Regions from separate parts of the Drosophila melanogaster genome. Here region 1 is linked to region 2. Evidence: chromatin contacts called from public HiChIP or PLAC-seq data. All regions are on one chromosome and are shown on one strand. Each heading gives the region's core, a stretch centred on a gene start, on an enhancer-like site or on the middle of the called end of the contact. The rest is flanking DNA. Distances are from core to core; before and after follow the strand shown. Region 1 holds the start of MP1 (Melanization Protease 1). Region 2 holds the start of Gel (Gelsolin).

What was found. HiChIP or PLAC-seq counts read pairs in DNA pulled down with a chosen protein or histone mark.
Region 1: an H3K27ac HiChIP or PLAC-seq map of the Kc167 cell line shows a contact between it and region 2, with 4 times the contacts expected there. The contact joins the promoter of MP1 here to the promoter of Gel in region 2. A contact is called at or near these places in 1 of 1 datasets of contacts at CTCF or cohesin (the Kc167 cell line), 77 of 107 Hi-C or Micro-C datasets (the Clone 8 cell line, the D17-c3 cell line, the Kc167 cell line and 24 more) and 6 of 6 datasets of contacts at active chromatin or transcription factors (the Kc167 cell line and the S2 cell line).

The regions. Positions count from the first base shown.
Region 1 is chr3R:4,306,292-4,309,230 of dm6, reverse strand. It overlaps MP1 (Melanization Protease 1), which reads right to left and starts at 1,323. Exons shown (of 4, transcript NM_141193.4): 1 at 1,175-1,323; 2 at 804-967; 3 at 398-611; 4 at 1-336. The coding sequence starts at 1,244. It overlaps Vps24 (Vacuolar protein sorting 24), which reads left to right. Exons shown (of 3, transcript NM_001316528.1): 3 at 1-1,796.
Region 2 is chr3R:4,233,963-4,236,800 of dm6, reverse strand. It overlaps Gel (Gelsolin), which reads right to left and starts at 1,584. Exons shown (of 9, transcript NM_206427.4): 1 at 1,477-1,584; 2 at 653-713; 3 at 1-248. The coding sequence starts at 37. It overlaps abs (abstrakt), which reads right to left. Exons shown (of 1, transcript NM_079496.4): 1 at 1,760-2,838. The coding sequence ends at 1,813. It also overlaps asRNA:CR46255.

The DNA.
Region 1 (2,939 bases), core at 74-2,573, 73 kb before region 2:
AAGTGGGCAGACATACTGGTAATATGAAGTCGCTGTACTGAACCTCGTCCCGCAATCGCAGCAACGCAATGTCATTTAGCTGGTCCCGTGAGTTTCCCGGGTACTGCGGGTGCGGAATACGCTCCTCAACAGGGTAGTCTACGTACGGTTCGTTGCAGTCCCGTCGTCCGTTTTTACCGACTGTGCAATCCGGATTGGTGCTCGCATCCCACTCACCCAGGCGTACTCCCGTCAGCTCCCAATCACTGGGAATAGCCGAGACGCAGTGTGCCGCCGTCAGAACGTAACGATGGTTGATTAGAGATCCGCCGCAGTGGTGACCTTTCACGTTACCGGCTGGTAAAATGGGGGGGGGGGGGGATTAGTCCCTGCAGCAGGGAATATTTTGGTTACTCACGCTTCGTGTACTCTATTAGGGCCATCCAAGGAAACTCCCTCTTTGTCGTCTCGTTACCACCCACCACTCGGTCTCCAAAGTTTTCACCGCAATTGGGCGCCATTGGTAACAGTTTGGTCCCAGAGCGTTTTGTAGGCTTAGTGGTCTGAGTAGGTTGAGGATGATTTCCCCACTGAGGTTGCTGGTTTCGCATTCGGCTGTTTGCACAGCAAATCTGAACATTGGTAAAACAAAAATGTTTTTCCTAAATTGATAAAAGTTGATAATAAGAATGCATGGTGGCGTCGCATCGAAAAGCGATTCGATGCGATAGCCATAAGTAAAAGAATTAATTTATATATATGTTCAATGGATGAAAATGATCTTAATCGATTTTAGCACCACAACTTTTTAAGGGGGTACTAACAAGCACTTGTCCATTCCGGTAGCCACATTGGCTGGCTTGCAGAAATCGACGGTCCTGTTCCGTAACCTCTTCGCTTTGAAGCAGTTCGAATAGGTATCCACATTCCCGGAGGTTTATGCAGGTGCCGCTGTTCTCATCAGGCGTTCTACAATACCCAAAGATTTCTGAAAAAAAAAAACGTAAATCGTAAAGCCCGGTTCAAAGATAGTCGTGATTAACAGCGGGAACGGGATTTCTGCGTTCTGGGACCAGCCCACTGTGACTATCATCGACTCAGCCCGACTCGGGGTGAAGTTCACCGCTGATAGGAGGTTGCTTTGTGTTTTGATGCCAGCAACCCCCGACTACGACTGAGAGCCAAAACCACTTGCCTTGTGCGTAAGTGCTGCTTGTTCCCATCAATAGCATCCACAGTACGGTGAAAAAAAAGTGCGGTTCCATGGTTATATCTTCGACTGTACTATAGCACTGTACTTGGAAGAACGATACGCTGACAGAGCGCCTGCCGAGAACACACTGAATGTGGCTATAAACTGGAATGCGATCGAGCTCTAAGTTACAGCTTATCAGCGGTTCTCTCACAGAGAATGGTTCAACCTGAGGAAGCACACCAGCATTAAGAGAGTGCAAGTCTGGGTTTATCTCAGGGTCTGGTTTTGGGCACACCCATACTGGCGAAAAAGCCCGCTCTCAATGTTGGGTCCGCTCTTTATGCGTTGCTCATCAGGGAACTTCCCACGCCAACAGAATGCAGATGATACTTACCCTCTTCTCCTAGGGCTGAAATATCTTGGGTCGGACGATATCTGTAAGTCCATACGGGCCAATCCATTAAAAAATCTGGCAAACCCACTTTATTAACAGAGAGTGAATTTTCACATTCAAACATTTGCAAACCCTCTGTAAAAACAATTTCTGTAAAACATAATAATCGAATATTTTGAAAAATATCAAAATTAAACATTACCAATCTTTTTTTGTAGCCAGATACATAAAATCTTTGAAAATAATTAGGAGAAACTTAGGAAAATATCCTAAAGTAGTTTCCATAATCAATTTTTCTAACTTCGTATATATTCTCTAAACTTCATTAATAGGTATTTAAAACGATTGTACTACTATACTATTATACTTATTTTATCGTTAAGATTCCAGAGAAATACAGTAACCTTAAGTTTTTTAAGTATTGTTAGAAAAATAACAAGAGAGAATGCGAGTTCCCCGACTATCCGATACCCGTTACTCAGCTAGTGTGAATGCGAACGCGAAATTTCATAATTTTTCTGGGATATCAATAGGTATTGGGGAATAAAATGAGAAAAAAAAAATTAATAATTGTTCAAAAGTAGGGCGTGACCGGCTTTAGCTGCTTTAGGGCGTGGCAAAAAGTTTTTTGCCAAATAAATAGAAAATTTACAAGACTAATAAAATTATGAAAAAATATCGAACAATTTTTCAAAATTGTGGGCGTGGCAGTTATGTGCGGTTTAAGGTACTTGCAGTGGGCGTGGCAAGGAAAATAACACATTTTTCAAAAGTGTGGCAACATGGGACAACAAACTTGCGCTGCGCCTGTGACAGACGGACATGGCTTGATCGACTCGGCTATTGATCCTGATTAAGAATATATATACTTTATATAGTCGGAAACGCTTCCATGCGTACATGTAGTTTGTACTTTTCAAAGAATTTATTATACCCTTTTACTCTACGCGTAACTGGTATAAAAAGAACTGAGGTTATGTACTCCATAAGCCAATATAGTTTCAGAAGTGGACGTCCAAGGAGTCACTTTGTTATTCAATTTAATTTCCATGATTTTCTAATCTTTTCTAATCATTTAAATTCATAAATATACAAGCATACCACTTCAATTTGTAATGATATATGAAATTGTTTTAAGTGCTTTTAAATTGTCGTGAGGCGGTTACAAAGCGTTGAGTAGAGCAAAGGCATTATGTCGAATAATTCTACTTCTTATGTCTTTTGGTTGGGTATGGTAATATCGACAGGGCTAGTGATCTTGGTGAAGAAAGCGAATATTTGTGAGGGTTACATCCTTACATTTTACGAGTTTTGGTAAAATAAGACATTATTTTAAAATTGTGACATTGTTTTATCTAGACTGTTTCCGTT
Region 2 (2,838 bases), core at 335-2,834:
AGAGGACTGCCATTGTGGCGGCGCCGGAGGCATCCATTTCGAGTCTGCCTCTTCTCTGGTCGACGACCGAGGGTTCCGAGGAGCTTTGTTTATTGTTGCGATAAGTATCTGTGAGTCGCAAATAGCGTATATGCCCGATGTGTTTGGGTACGCGATCTTTTGTATTGGCCTTTATTTTTGTCGTAGCGTTGGTTTCTAGTTCAAACAGCGGCAGTTGCTCTTCCAGATTTAAGCAGAGTGTGTGGAAACTGCAAGTAAGAGAATCATCAGGGCAATAAGAGAAGGAAAGATGTTAATATTTTCGAACGAATCGCTGAGCACTGATGTTTAACCGCCAACAAGTACGCGTATGTTATATACAGCCACCCAGAAAACAACGTCTTTAAATAATAATAATTGTCTTCAACAATAAGAGCTTCCCCAAACTCGTTTAAGCTAAACTTCCTGATGGATTTCTTAAATGTGAGTTGTAGAATGCTAAATGATACTTAATATTTCCCGAAAAGTTGTTCTGCTCACCAGCTCCTCTCTTGTATGATATCATGTTTGTATCTCGAGTGCGCTGCTTGATCAGAGCATAATGTTAAGGAGAGCAAAAAAAAAGTGCCGCAAGCGTGTAATCGCATATTGTCATTCAGTTAATTAGTTTCACCTGCGTATGAGATCACGACTGTTTTCGTCAAGCGGCAAGCCCATTTGGCCCTTCCTTGCAACTGGGTCACAGCCAAAAAAAAAGAAATCAGTTTTTATTGAGAACTCAGTATGGGATGGAATCATATAAGATTTTTAAATTATGTCGGCAAGCACATTAGTTCCAATTTGTAAAGGCTTGGGAGCCAGTCAGGAGTACGTCATACGTACTTCGAAATGATACCTATTTGAAATGAAAGTGATGGGCCACAGCATGTTCGGAATAATATTCCGAAGCCGGCCATAAGTTGGACCAGCTTGAATTGGTTGGATAAAGGCAGTTACCCATTTTCCAGTGCCAAAATCATACAAACGGATTCTTGGACAAACCGCGCGCATGGGTAACATTTAAACATTCAAATGTGTATCCAATTATTCAAATCCAATCCAAATGCCAATGAAGTTGGGGATAATTTAACGGAGATAAATTAACCAAATTTTGTAGGTACCATCAATTTAATTTGATCATATTATACAGTGTTATGAATTTATTTTTTCAAGAACACACAGCTTGGTAAAAAGCTAGTGGCTTATCTAATATAAAACCGACCTCAGTTCCGATGATTGTTTTCAAAGCAGTAGATAAGACAAATCAACGACCAATTTAACGAAATGAACTCAGCAAAATAATAGCTTTGAAAGTTGTTAATGTCTATATAATCAGCCTTCAATTGAAATCATTTAGGCTAGTCTGAATTTTACTTTATACTAGAGTAACCTACTATTCTGGGCGATGTTATTACATATTGCTGATAAAACATCATTTAATTTTTGGGGCACACTTACTTGTAAGTCAATACGATCTGCGCAATTTCTCACGATCCCAGTGCGATGATTGAATAAAAGCGCTTCGAACGACAAGCATGCAGAGCTCTGCCTCAGACACTAAACGAAAGCCAAAGCTCGTCTTCGCTTTTATAATATTTTTCTTAAGCCCGAAACGCGCGCGCGTCCGGCCGAGATCGCTCTCTGGGGTTGCTGGGACGATTGATAAGCAAAGCTTCGTGCGATAAGCAGCAAACTGAACTTAAAACAGAGTGAAAATAAATTTAAAAGTTCCCAGAAAAGTATGTATGTATACTAATCTATTTATTACTATTTTAATTTGGTGGTGGTAGTGGTTTAGTAATCCGCAGCGGTGTTAGATAGGTAGTCGCGACGTCCTATGTTTGAAGCTTGCTTGTTCTGAACAGCCTCAAGTTTTGGGCACTCCGTGATGCGATGGCCCAGACCACCACAGTAGGTGCAGCCATGCGAGTCACCCAGGTCCAGGTGCTGGTGTTCGGTCTCAGGTGCCAGTTCGTCCAAGAAGTCCGGGACCTCTTGCTTGCCCTCGATTAGCAGGTGCTTCAGGTCGAGCAGAACCGACTGCTCGGTAGTCTTGTTTATCAGCGTCGTAGCCAATCCCTTAGTGTTGGAACGACCTGTGCGGCCAATACGATGCACATAGTTTTCAATATCGTCCGGCATGTCGTAGTTAATAACGTGTTGCACGTTAGGGAAGTCCAGGCCCTTCGATGCCACGTCGGTGGCCACCAGCACATCTTTTTTGCCCACGCGGTAAGCATCGACTGCCCGCGATCGTTCTTCCTGATCCTTTCCGCCGTGAATAGCCACCGCCTCCACGCCTTTCAACAGCAGATACTCATGTATGCAGTCTACATCCTGCTTCTTCTCAGCAAAAATGAGCACGGGCGGCGCGGTCTTCTGTAGGCAGTCCAGCAAATATACCACCTTTGCCTCTTGCTTAACGTACTCAACCTGTTGGGTGACGTTCATTGACGCAGCACCTGCGCGACCCACATTTATTGTGACAGGCTTCACGAGAGCTGATCGAGCAAAGTTCTGGATCTTTTTTGGCATGGTGGCAGAGAATAAAAGTGTCTGTCGCTGGCCTTTGAAGAAAGAGAATATCGTACGAACGTCCTCTTCAAATCCCATGTCAATCATGCGGTCAGCCTCGTCCATGCACAAGTACCGGCACATGTCCAGCGTAAGGATCTTCTTGTCCAGCATATCCATTAGACGACCAGGGGTCGCCACCACAATATGTACGCCGCGTGAGATGACGTCAAGGGCCTCGCTGACCGGCAAACCACCCATGGCCAGGCAGGAACGAATCTCAGGCATTCCGCATGCCTGGAGGTG